Linked DNA regions of Rattus norvegicus: region 1 is linked to region 2. The links are chromatin contacts, called in public Hi-C maps. All regions are on one chromosome and are shown on one strand. Each heading gives the region's core, a stretch centred on a gene start, on an enhancer-like site or on the middle of the called end of the contact. The rest is flanking DNA. Distances are from core to core; before and after follow the strand shown.

What was found. Hi-C and Micro-C count contacts between places; a contact is called where the count stands out from the background.
Region 1: a Hi-C map of Schwann cells shows a contact between it and region 2, with 14 times the contacts expected there. The contact joins two enhancer-like sites. A contact is called at or near these places in 11 of 12 Hi-C or Micro-C datasets (the A7r5 cell line, the Rat2 cell line, Schwann cells and 7 more).

What each region holds. Positions count from the first base shown.
Region 1 is chr1:10,420,948-10,426,135 of GRCr8, reverse strand. No RefSeq gene overlaps it. Among named protein-coding and RNA genes, the nearest start is that of Trnaa-agc27, 50 kb to the left of the region's middle. Within about 2 kb of position 3,080, at least 7 of the 93 cell types and tissues checked have an H3K27ac peak or open chromatin away from gene starts, as enhancers often do.
Region 2 is chr1:9,793,081-9,798,732 of GRCr8, reverse strand. It overlaps Adat2 (adenosine deaminase, tRNA-specific 2), which reads right to left. Exons shown (of 6, transcript NM_001115028.2): 6 at 3,357-5,652. Among named protein-coding and RNA genes, the nearest start is that of Adat2, 21 kb to the right of the region's middle. Within about 2 kb of position 2,977, at least 3 of the 93 cell types and tissues checked have an H3K27ac peak or open chromatin away from gene starts, as enhancers often do.

The DNA.
Region 1 (5,188 bases), core at 1,831-4,330, 630 kb before region 2:
TTCTTATAAGGGAAAAAGAATGCAAGGAAGCCGATGTGCAAGACGAAAAGTGAGAAGACCCAGGGGTAGGTAGCAAGGGCCTCCAGTCTCAAAGGAAGATTGGTCACCGTGACAGTGATTGGCACAAAGTACAGATTAGATTTCTTTTTTGCCTGAAATTTGAAAGAAATAACTTTGGGCTTCTTTTTGTAACAAATGTTGTGTGAACTATTTTATGGCGTGGTTCCATGGACCTAAAATGAGGGTGCCTGTCACGCTTACCAACAGTGTTTCCCATTTCCACTGGCCTCCCACCAGTAATATATTCAACAGCTATGGCAGCATTATAGCATTATTATTATTATTGTTGTTGTTGTTGTTGTTGTTGTTATCATTACTAGTAGTAGTAATTGTGGGGGGCGTGTTCTTCCTGCATATATGTCTGGGTAACTATATATTTACCTGGTACACACAGAGGTCGGAAGAGGCCTTTAGATTCCCTGGAACTGGAGTTACAGATGGTTGTGACCCACCAAGTAGATGCTGGGAATTGAACCCTGGTCCTGTGGGAACGCAGTGAATACTCTTGACAGTTATTGATCCATCTCTCCAGCCCGGCGTCTCTGGCTTTATTCCCATTAGACAGTAGCAAAACCACTCATGCGGTGGACTTCTCTGCCAGTCCTGCGTCAGTTCCCAGTGTATTCCGTTGACACTGAACGCACAAAGAAGGATCTGGAAAGTTAGTGTATGATTTCTTTGCATACAGACCCTACCATGCCCCTTACATCTGGGAGAACACTGATGCTGTTTGGCTCCTTCCCAGAGGCTGGGAAATGTTCAGACTTTCATGAAGGGAAGACGCTTCCTCCCAATGAGCCAAGAACACAGTTTAGCTTGTTCCCTTCTTCAGAGTTTAAGCCCATTTTTTCATTGGGTAAAATTTTCATGGCTGTAAATAAGCGCTGTGCCCACCAGGAGTCCACTTTCTCCAATGTGGTCATTTCTATTGCTTCATGGGAAAAGGCGAAGCTTTCAGTGTCTAATCTAGGTCTCATGTATGGCCAAGAAGAAAGGAAAGACCATTCCAACCCAGGCATCAAAGAAGGTTTAGAGAGGTATAAGAAAGAGGGCCTGAGCAGAGCTCAGTAAAGAAAGCGCTTGCCTCACAAACGTGAAGACATGACTTCTGTCCCCTGATCGACCGGCGTGAAAAGTACAGCACCATGTATACTTGTAGTCACAGCGCTGGGGACAAGGCGACAGAAACTGTCTGAGGCTCGATAGCCAGCCAGCCTCAACTGTTCTGTGAGTTCCAGACCAGCGTTGGCCCATCACAAAAACAAGTGGAGCTGCCCAGAAATGACACTAGAGGATGACCTCTGGACACCACAAACACACACACACACAAGCATGAGTTGTGATGGTGGTGTCATAGACCACCGGAAGCTAGGCAGTCAACCCTGTAGTGGGAGACAATACAGTGAGAGATACAGTCTTGATTACAGCAACAGAACTCTGTGGTAAAACATAATGTCTTTTGAAAGTCCTTTTGCAAGTATCAGAAATCTAGCCAAATAAACCCAATCAATGAATAGGAAATTATTGGAAAGACTACTGAGTCACCCTCAGAACCCCAGCAGCATGAAGGACACCCAAATCTATGCAAATCGTATTTTATTTTATTTTTCCTTTTTGACCGCATATCCTGGCTTGTCTTGATTCTCTTAGCAGATAGCCTCCTTACCTCCAAACTCCATGCCCGATACAGATACTCACCTCAACTCAACTCTCTTAAGTCCGGTTATAATTCCTAAGAGGAAAATAGTGCTCACCCTATGCTGCCCAAGGGGGTCCCTGATGCAACCCATGACCACGGTGGTTGGATTTTGGCATGCCTGGTTACTTGGGATTTCCTTTGTGGAGAAAGGAATGGTTCTTGGAGGAAAGTGGTATCAAAGGTTTGGCAGGAGCTCCAAAAGTTGGTTACATAAATCTACCGGAAGTTCTGCTGGTGTATTTTAATCCCAGTGTCGGTATGAATGAAGAGATGTAAATAAACAGCACAGTTCTGAATAATAGGACCAGTTTAAGAGACACTACAGCAGTGGTTCTCAACCTGTGGGCTGTGACTCCTTTGGGGATCAAATGGCTGTTTCATAGGACTATCAGAAAATGTACATGTTGACCTTATCATTAATAACAGTAGCAAAATTATGGTTATAACATATCGATGAAAATAACTTTATGGTTGTGGGTCACCACAACATGAGGAGCTGTATTAAACGAGCACAGCATTGGGAAGGTTGAGAACCCCTGCTCTAGAATCTCAGCCGTGAGGATGGCATCAGAAGAGGAGGCACTGACCACAACAGATGCGAAACATCTCCCAGGACAATGTGCCCTGGGTAAAGTCTGAAGAATCCAGAGCTCCTTTGCGGGAGTGGCCATTTAGAGTTTCCATAAACGCCACACGTGTGCAAGCGTGGGCTGCTGCCTTTAAAGAGAAGCTGGGCGTGGAGCTTCAGAGCAGCTAAGCAAGACCTGACAGTTCCAGAGCCATGGAAGGAAATGTCTGTGCTCAAGACATTCCCAGTATTATGAATCAATTCACCAAGTATTTACCAACCGGCCTCCTTTATGCTTAGTGCTATTCGATATTGTGTTTAGTCAGGGATCTGAGACAAAAGGGCCACCCTGGACTATTATAGAAAGTCCCTTCAGGGCTGTAAATGGAGGCGAATGCCAGGACATTTTCCCAACCTCCTTGCAGCCACCCTGCTAAAACCCTGAGAAGCATGCGTTCCCTCCCCCACCCTCCTGCCTGCCTGCCAGGGTTTCCAGATTTCTTCTGCTTTGCAGTTGCGTCAAAGCCGTGCTCGACTCCAATCCTCACAGAAGGCATAAATTAACATTTTATTATGTGTACTTGTTAGGGTCTCTTAAAGTAGACATGCAAATTTGAGGCTCCCGTAATAAATTAGGGCATACCCAAATTAACTGAAAATAAACCGGGTTGCCCTGGCCAAGGCCTCGGAAGACTGGTCCCTGCCAAGCAACCCAAGGGCGGATACTTACCTCAACTCCTGTTCCCCAGTTGTTGACCCTGGCCTCTGGCCATTTCCTTCTCTGTGTGGTACCCTGGTCTTCTCTGCGCAGATGCTATCAGCTTACATGACTCCTGATGGGCTTTTTTAACAAGGGTTGGTTTCTGGTAAGCCTATTACAGGTCTCTGAGGTCTCAAGCAAGCAATAGAGAGAAAGAGAGAAATAAAGGTTTTGAGTTTCCATCACACATTTGGACAGTTTTGTCTGCCACGACCTTCCACATGGACCCACTATGCTGAGGCTACACTTTGATTGGTTATTGCTACAATGGGGCTTTAATGTTGCAGCTGACAGCCTGGAAAACCTTCAGGTCAAGAGCCTGGGGCCACAGAGTGCTTGGTGTGTTTTGATGTATCGATGGTGGGGAAGTGAGCAGAAAAATTAAGGGGCACCTGATGCGCCCCTCACAGCTCCACCAGCACCCCTGTTTTGTCGTTGTTATTGCTGTTCTTTGCTTGCTTGCTTGTCTGTTTGTTTTTGCATACTTTTAGAGAATAGAACAAAAGGTGTTGTGGGTGTAACTCTCTAGGGATCATGGGTGGACAAGGCCACACAAATAAAGAAGACACAGCAGTTTGGAACTGGAAAACTTCAAGGTTCATGGTGTTAGAGCCTTGGGACTAGTGGGATGCAGAGCGGTTAGGAGGAAAGGCCTGGCAGGAAAATTTACATCTTATGTTATGTTGGGGTGCTCTTAAAGGAGACTGTGAAGCCCAGTCCCTTCCTCTTTCTCTCTTTTATGCCCTAGTCATAAAATGAGCAGCTTGTACTTTAAGCAAGGCACCCATTTGCTTCCTTGACACATGTCCAAAAGAAATGGAGCTAAATGACCATGGGCTGAAACCTCCAACATCATGGCCCCAAATAAACCTTTTCTCTTCATAAGTTAATTACCTTAAGTATTTGCTACAGCAGTGGAATAACACAAGGGGGTTGAGGAATTAATATCATGTGGCTATTTCCCCCTAATTAAAACATTTTCTCCTAGAAGGAGGCTTCTTAAGACTTAGGGTAAGCAAACTCTATGTCTCAGAAAGTTCCTGAAACTTACAAGATTCCTAAAGCCTCTCTCCAGTCTTATAAAAGTAGTAAGAATTCAGGAAAGAAGAGATGCACTACTAGTCACGCCACCCACGTGTCTTGCAGGGAGCTCTGGAGGTTTGTCTGCCACTTGTCATTGTCCACACTCGGGTAAAGCTTTTGATAATGTAGCTAGCTGCCTTTCAGTCATCAATGCCCCTGTCCAGAGCTCCTTCTCCATCTACCTCTATGTAACTTCAATAAATCATTGGTTTCCTAAGCCATGCTTGAGTGGAGTCATTCCTTCTGCCTATCATCTCCGTGTGGCATGAATTCCCATCTGTTCCCATCTCCCCAGGAAAAGTCACACTACAAGCATTCATGATTGAAGGGAAATTCTAGTTCTAATGCTGTGGGCAAGGGGAGCTGAAATCCAGGGGCCTACTGCTGGGCCAGAATGCACAGCATTTGTAGGGGATCCTATTGGAACTCCCCTACCACAAAAAGGCACCTTGGAAACCACCTTCACATGGGTCCTAGGTTAAGAGACTGTATCTGTATACCTCCTGCATTTAGGAGTTCTGTCTCCAGGTGAATTTTACCTGGTACTCCCCTAAAGTGAACAAACTCATTTACTGCGCGCAAGGACACTTACATATTCATAGCAACTACTCAGAGGTCTCAATGTTCAGATGCCATGCCATTGTCAAATATTCCCCTCCGAGACACCTGCTCCTTCACCTCTCACCTCCCTCCTTCCGCATCTCCTCAGCCTTCCTGCTTCCCCTCTCTGCTTATTTCAGTCAGTTCTTAGCATCTCATTTCACCTTCCTGCTCTGTAGAGAGCTATGTGTGGTTCTTACCTTCCCCCCAGTGGCATTTAAAGTGTTTCTTGGTGCAAAACATCCTATTCATTGCCATAGAAACAGGAAACTCAGTGTGGAAGAAAAAAAAGGAGGGGGGGGGAAGGAGTCTGACACTCTGCAGCTATGCAATTCTGTTATTTTGCCCAAATCCATAAATGGCAACATGCTGGGAGATACGCAGAAAGCCAACCCGTGGTTAGAACAAGTAGAGGAAG
Region 2 (5,652 bases), core at 1,728-4,227:
GAAGAAACAGATCGGAGTGACCGTGACCCCAGAAGATTTATTGAAATTTTATTTTCATGTTAGGTTTACAAATCCTTAAATATTATTCAGCTGATTTTTTCCAAACATTTAAAGTGTAAAAATCTGATCAAATAGAATATATGAAAATAGGCACTGGGGTGGAATTTGGTCCACAGGCTATACTTTGTGGGCCCCTTCTCTAGATTTCAATTTACACTCTCCACTTGTTACAGATTATGCTGACACCTGTGAAAATGGGAACCATAACCTTATTCAAGATTAGAGAGGATATCAGCACTGTGTGTTTGTGATGTGTGGTTGGGCGCAGGGCGAGACATGAAAATACTCAGGGCTTTCTAAACAGGGAGCGGTTTGGAGGGTTGGAGGTGGGGATAGAATGGGGAGAGGGAATAGGATGTTGTTACTGTTAACCTGTGAGACCTGCTAAAGGTAAGGCGAGATCATTTTTACATCAGTTGTGGGGAAGGAAAATTTAGCTTCCTGTGGGGTGGGGGTGGGGCTCTAAAGAGAGTTTAATAGGACGCTTGCAAAAAAAAGGCTGTGCAGACCCAGCTGGCAACAGGGCCAATGTTGTTGCCTGGTTAAGAGGATTTGGAACCTGACCAAAGCCTGGCCTATGACAGCCTTTGTCGAATCCCATGACAAAGTTTCCTGACTAGCTGTCCGGTGAGAAATGATCATATAAGCCTGCTTTCCTTAGCTCAGCATACAAACATGTAGGATCCTAAAGATGTCAGACTCTCACCATAAGCCCTGCCGGCCTGACCCAGAGAAGTAACCCCAGCCGTCCGGCCTTTCCTCACTACACGAAATTAGCGCCTTGTGAGGTAAGGGAAAGAGCTGGCAGTTGTCTGCACGGAGGCTGTCAGTGCAGTCTCATTCAAGGCTGGTGTCTCCTCTCCTCAAGCCTGCTGGAGGCCAGCTGATATAGAATAGCCAGGCACCAGCAGTTTTGGCTGCACTGACATTGTCAGAACAGAGAAGCTGTACTACTTTTAAAACAAATGAGAGAAAAAATTAGTCTGAGCTTTTGTTTTTACCTACCCTCAAATGATGGTGCCTAAAACATTTTAAGGCAAGGTATCTCTGTGGAAACTCCTATGCCCCCCTCTCCCGTGCCCCCCTCTCCCGTGCCCCCCTCTCCTATGCCCCCCTCTCCTATGCCCCCTCTCCTATGCCCCCCTCTCCTATGCCCCCCTCTCCTATGCCCCCCTCTCCTATGCCCCCTCTCCTATGCCCCCCTCTCGTATGCCCCCCTCTCCTATGCCCCCTCTCCTATGCCTCCTCTCCTATGCCCCCCTCTCCTATGCCCCCCTCTCCTATGCCCCCCTCTCCCGTGCCAGTATTTTATGGGCAAGTAATCATCAGACTAGAATTCACTGCAATGTATTACCACAGGGCATCTGTGATATCAGAAATATCTTGGACCATTTTTCTACAGCACTATTAGTTCCTTCTTTTCTTCCTTTCTTTCTTCCTTTCTTTCTTCCCTTCTTTCTTCCTTCCTTTCTTTCTTTCTTTCTTTCTATTGGGGGGGTAGGAAGGATGTCAAGAGTGAAATTACTTAGTTTTGGATCTTCATTTTCATTTTCCTTATTGACTGTGCTGTTTAAAATATTCTTACCAAAAGTTGTGAATTTTGGAACACACAATACGGAGGAAGAGTGAAATCAAATAATTTAACAGCTGTTTTGGGTTTATATAATGAATCTTCCTTCCCTCCCTTCCCTCCGTGTCAAGCATACTTTCTTATAAAAATAAAAACCAAAAGTCACAATCTCTTCCCGTAAAGACTTGATCACTCACTGCCACAGAGAGGGAGAAAACCAAGTCCACGGTGACTAAATCAGACATCTGAACCAAGTGTGCAAAATTAATGTCACCTGTAGCGTGTGCTGGCCTTTGTTGGCCTCCAGCTGAGGAAGCATCAAATAAAAAGACCACTCTGTTATCCAGAGGAGCGCACTAACTGCAAAGCGAAGGCATTGGTGGTGGCGGCGGCAGCGGTGGTGGCAACACGGGCAGGACAGGTACAGGAAAACTGTCATCAGAGCAGGATGTGTTTCGGTGGGAGACAGGCGCATGAATCCAGTGGCGGCAATATGGAAGGCGACCAAAATGTTCTAGGTTGGAACAGCGAAGCGTAACAAAACCCTAGGATGGGGCTGGCTTCGCGGGGCTAGAGGGAATTCTCCCCAGGGTTTAGCGGGGCTTAGCGGAGCCAACTGGCAGAACTGGAGCACCAATGCTCCTTTAAAGCAAATGAGCGTTAAACTGGCCAGGTCATTAATAACAGAGTGGCGACGGTAGAGGACAGCACTCTGCAAAAATACTGAAGTGCTTCTGGGTGAAGGACCAGGAGAACCTATGACGTGAATAAAAACAACAACAACGACGACAACAACAACAACAACAACAACTTTAGAACGGGCTATGATGTAGCTCGTTGCCTGGTGCTTGCCTAGCATTTGATGAAGCCCCCCAGACTGATTTCCCTGGCACAAGTAGCGAACACTGTACGAACAGCTGTACAATGATTCTGAAGCCAACCTAGGCTACAAATGGGGAGGGAGGGTCCTTAGAAATAGGAGCCATCTTGCCTACATTTGGGTCGCTGGCTGTTTTCTCCATATTTCAAGTGTACAAGACAGGAAATGCAAGGATATCTTGACATGACTTCTCATCGCTGATGGGACCCAGCAAACACTGGATATCCCCCGGCATCGATGTGATCGTTTCTCCCCAATTTTTCTTAACAGGGCAGGTGGCTCTACGGGTTATCTATGTCCTATGCCTTCCTAACTATCTCATGTACAAAGTACGACTCTTATTTCCGGTCTCTTCGGCAGGCACAACCGGTATGGTTCCGTTGGGTATGCGCTTTTGCAGTGGGGGCCTCGGTATTTTACACTGCGGCAGCGCCTCCAGTGCTTGCTGGAGGGCACTGCGCACAGCTTCGCTGCTTACACATCTATAGCTCCTCGCCGCCATGTGGACACGGCGTTTGAGTTCCGTACACTTGGAGTCCAGGACGTCCACAGCGATCCTAAGATGCCTATGCTGACCCCGAGTCTACAGCAATCCATCCGGAGCAGTTTTTCCCACCGGAAACCAGGCAGGCCTGTGTGCAAAAGCTCTTTCAGTGACCGGAAGGAGAATTTTAAAGGTGGGGAATGGATATTAAACCGTTCAGCCCTGCATGGGGACCAGGAAAGGCCACTTAGCCATCTGCTAAAACCAAAAAGGGAAATCATGCACACCGCCTTCTTTTCTGGTGTTATTTTTCCGCTTCCTAAGAAGTTCTTGTCTCTCAGAAAAAAAATGGCCACACATTATTTCTGGTTCTATGTTTTCACCTTTATTGTCGTTGCTGTTGCTATTATCATTTTTCCCCTAAATTCAAACTAAATTTACTTTCAACGGTTTATCATGATCCCAGGTTGTTTCAAGTACAGATAATTCCCCCCAAATGATATGAAGTCAGTAAATATAATGATGTCTTCTTACAGGAGAGCACAGGAGCCGGGGGTGAATTATGACCAACTGCAAAAAGGAACACACTAGTCAAGGCACTAAAACTTAATGAGAAGACAATCTTCAAAGTAGATAAAACCGAAGAGAAGGTGCACAGACTATTACTGTAAATTTAAAATCCTATGTACTCTTCGCTCATTAAACTTCTGAAATGCTGTTACACACACACACACACACACACACACACACACACACACACTCACGAAACCATGCAATTATAAATCTTCTGAAGCATGTAACTGTGATTAGCTGCTCCCCCAGGCAATATAAAAACACTACCACCACAATCCATTCCAGCCTGTAATGTAATTCAAAACAAACAAGTCAGAGACAGTGCTCAAATGGCAGAGTCAACAAACAGCCACTTTGCATCAAGGACTAATGCGCTGTAGAAACTGAGGCTGCGCTGGCACTGGCCTTTAGGTGGAACAGCGAGGCCCCCTTCTGGGCAGAGACGCACACTGCGCCCAGGGCGGCGCGGAAAAGTCGCACCTTTGCTCCAGTGACCTACCTTATCAGACTTTGTTGTGAGGTCTAATTTTTAGATACTCGATTTAAGCTTTATTCCCCGCATTTGAAAAGAGTAGTAGCTTTGTTATCTCTGATTCAATGGATCATTTTATTGAATCTTGAAACCAACATTCCTGCATTCTTATTCCGAACTGCAACTGGTTGTAATTGGGACGATGGGTGGGGTCCCTACATAGCCCAGGCCTTGAATTCATGATTCTCTTGCTTCAACCTCCCCAGTAGTGGGGCTACGGTGTGCACCCTTATGACCAGCAGCAACTGTCATCTTCCAGCAAGTTACATATCGGACCACCTTCATTTCTCTCTGGAGAATGTAAGGTCTTTGTTTTGAGAGTATAAGGTCTTGGCTTTGTTCTAGGGAAGAAATGGACGTTAAAGGAATAGTTGCTTCATTATAAGGAACTATTTCACTTTCATTTCCTCCTTTAGAAATTCTAAGTGTGTGTGTGTGTGTGTGTGTGTGTGTGTGTGTGTGTATGAATAGTGGGATTGTGTGTATGTGTAAGTAAGTGCAGGTACCCGCAGAGTCCAGAAGAGGGTATTGGTTTCCCTGGAACTGGAATTACAGGTTGTGGATTGTCCAGAGATGGTGCTGGGAACCAAACTTGTATCCTCTAAAAAAGCGGTGTATGTTTTTAACCCCCGAGCCATCTGTCCAGCACCCACTATTTGAAGACTATTCCTCTTGAAAGAAGGCATGAATAAAAGTTTATTGTAGCAATATGCTATGATTTTTTTTTAAAGGCTCAAACACTTGCTTAAAAGCATCCATTTTATCTAAAAAAAACTTTTAAAACTTTTAAAAAAATGTTCTAGGATTGGGGAGCTATCTCGGTCAGTCAAGCGCAGGGGGACCTGAGTTCAATCTCCAAAACTCACATTTAAAAAAGAGAAGGAAAGGAGGGAGGCAGGGAGGGAGGGAGGGAGGGAGGGAGGGAGGGAGGGAGGGAGGGAGGGACAGTATGGCGGTGTGTGCCTGTAATTCCTGCACAGGTAGAACTCTGGGCATTCCTGGCCAGCCTACACAATCCCTCACCCCCGAGTGGTAAATTTCAAGAAATCTTCTCTTTAAAAAAAAAAAAAAGTCAAGAAGGAGTGGCACTGCATCTAAGGAACAGCACCGGTGAGCCTCCTCTGCCTCCACACCCGCCCCCCAAAGTCAATACAAATTAGGACAAGCCCAGGAACCTGTGCCTGGTGGAGCCTGGTGTAGGACCGGGTCTGAATGCATTCGGTAAAATGTCAAGGCTTGCTTTTTTTTTTTTTTTTTTCTTTCTTCTATTTCCTGTTTTGAGCTTGATCAATCTCCCGATGATGTGTCAGACTTACATTTGGGTTGGGAGATGAGGAGCGTGTGGACATGTGACGCCTAAGGTTGACACCAGGGTTCCTCCGAGATCACCCTTCACGTTATTATTGAGGCAGCATCTCTCATTTGACCACAGAGCTCACCGGTAAGGGCTAATCTAATTAGTTAGCTTGCTTTGGGATTTCGGGAGCCCTGGGATTTCCAAGTACTGGAATTACAGGCAGGCCACCAAGTCCACCTGGCATTGTTGGGGACCC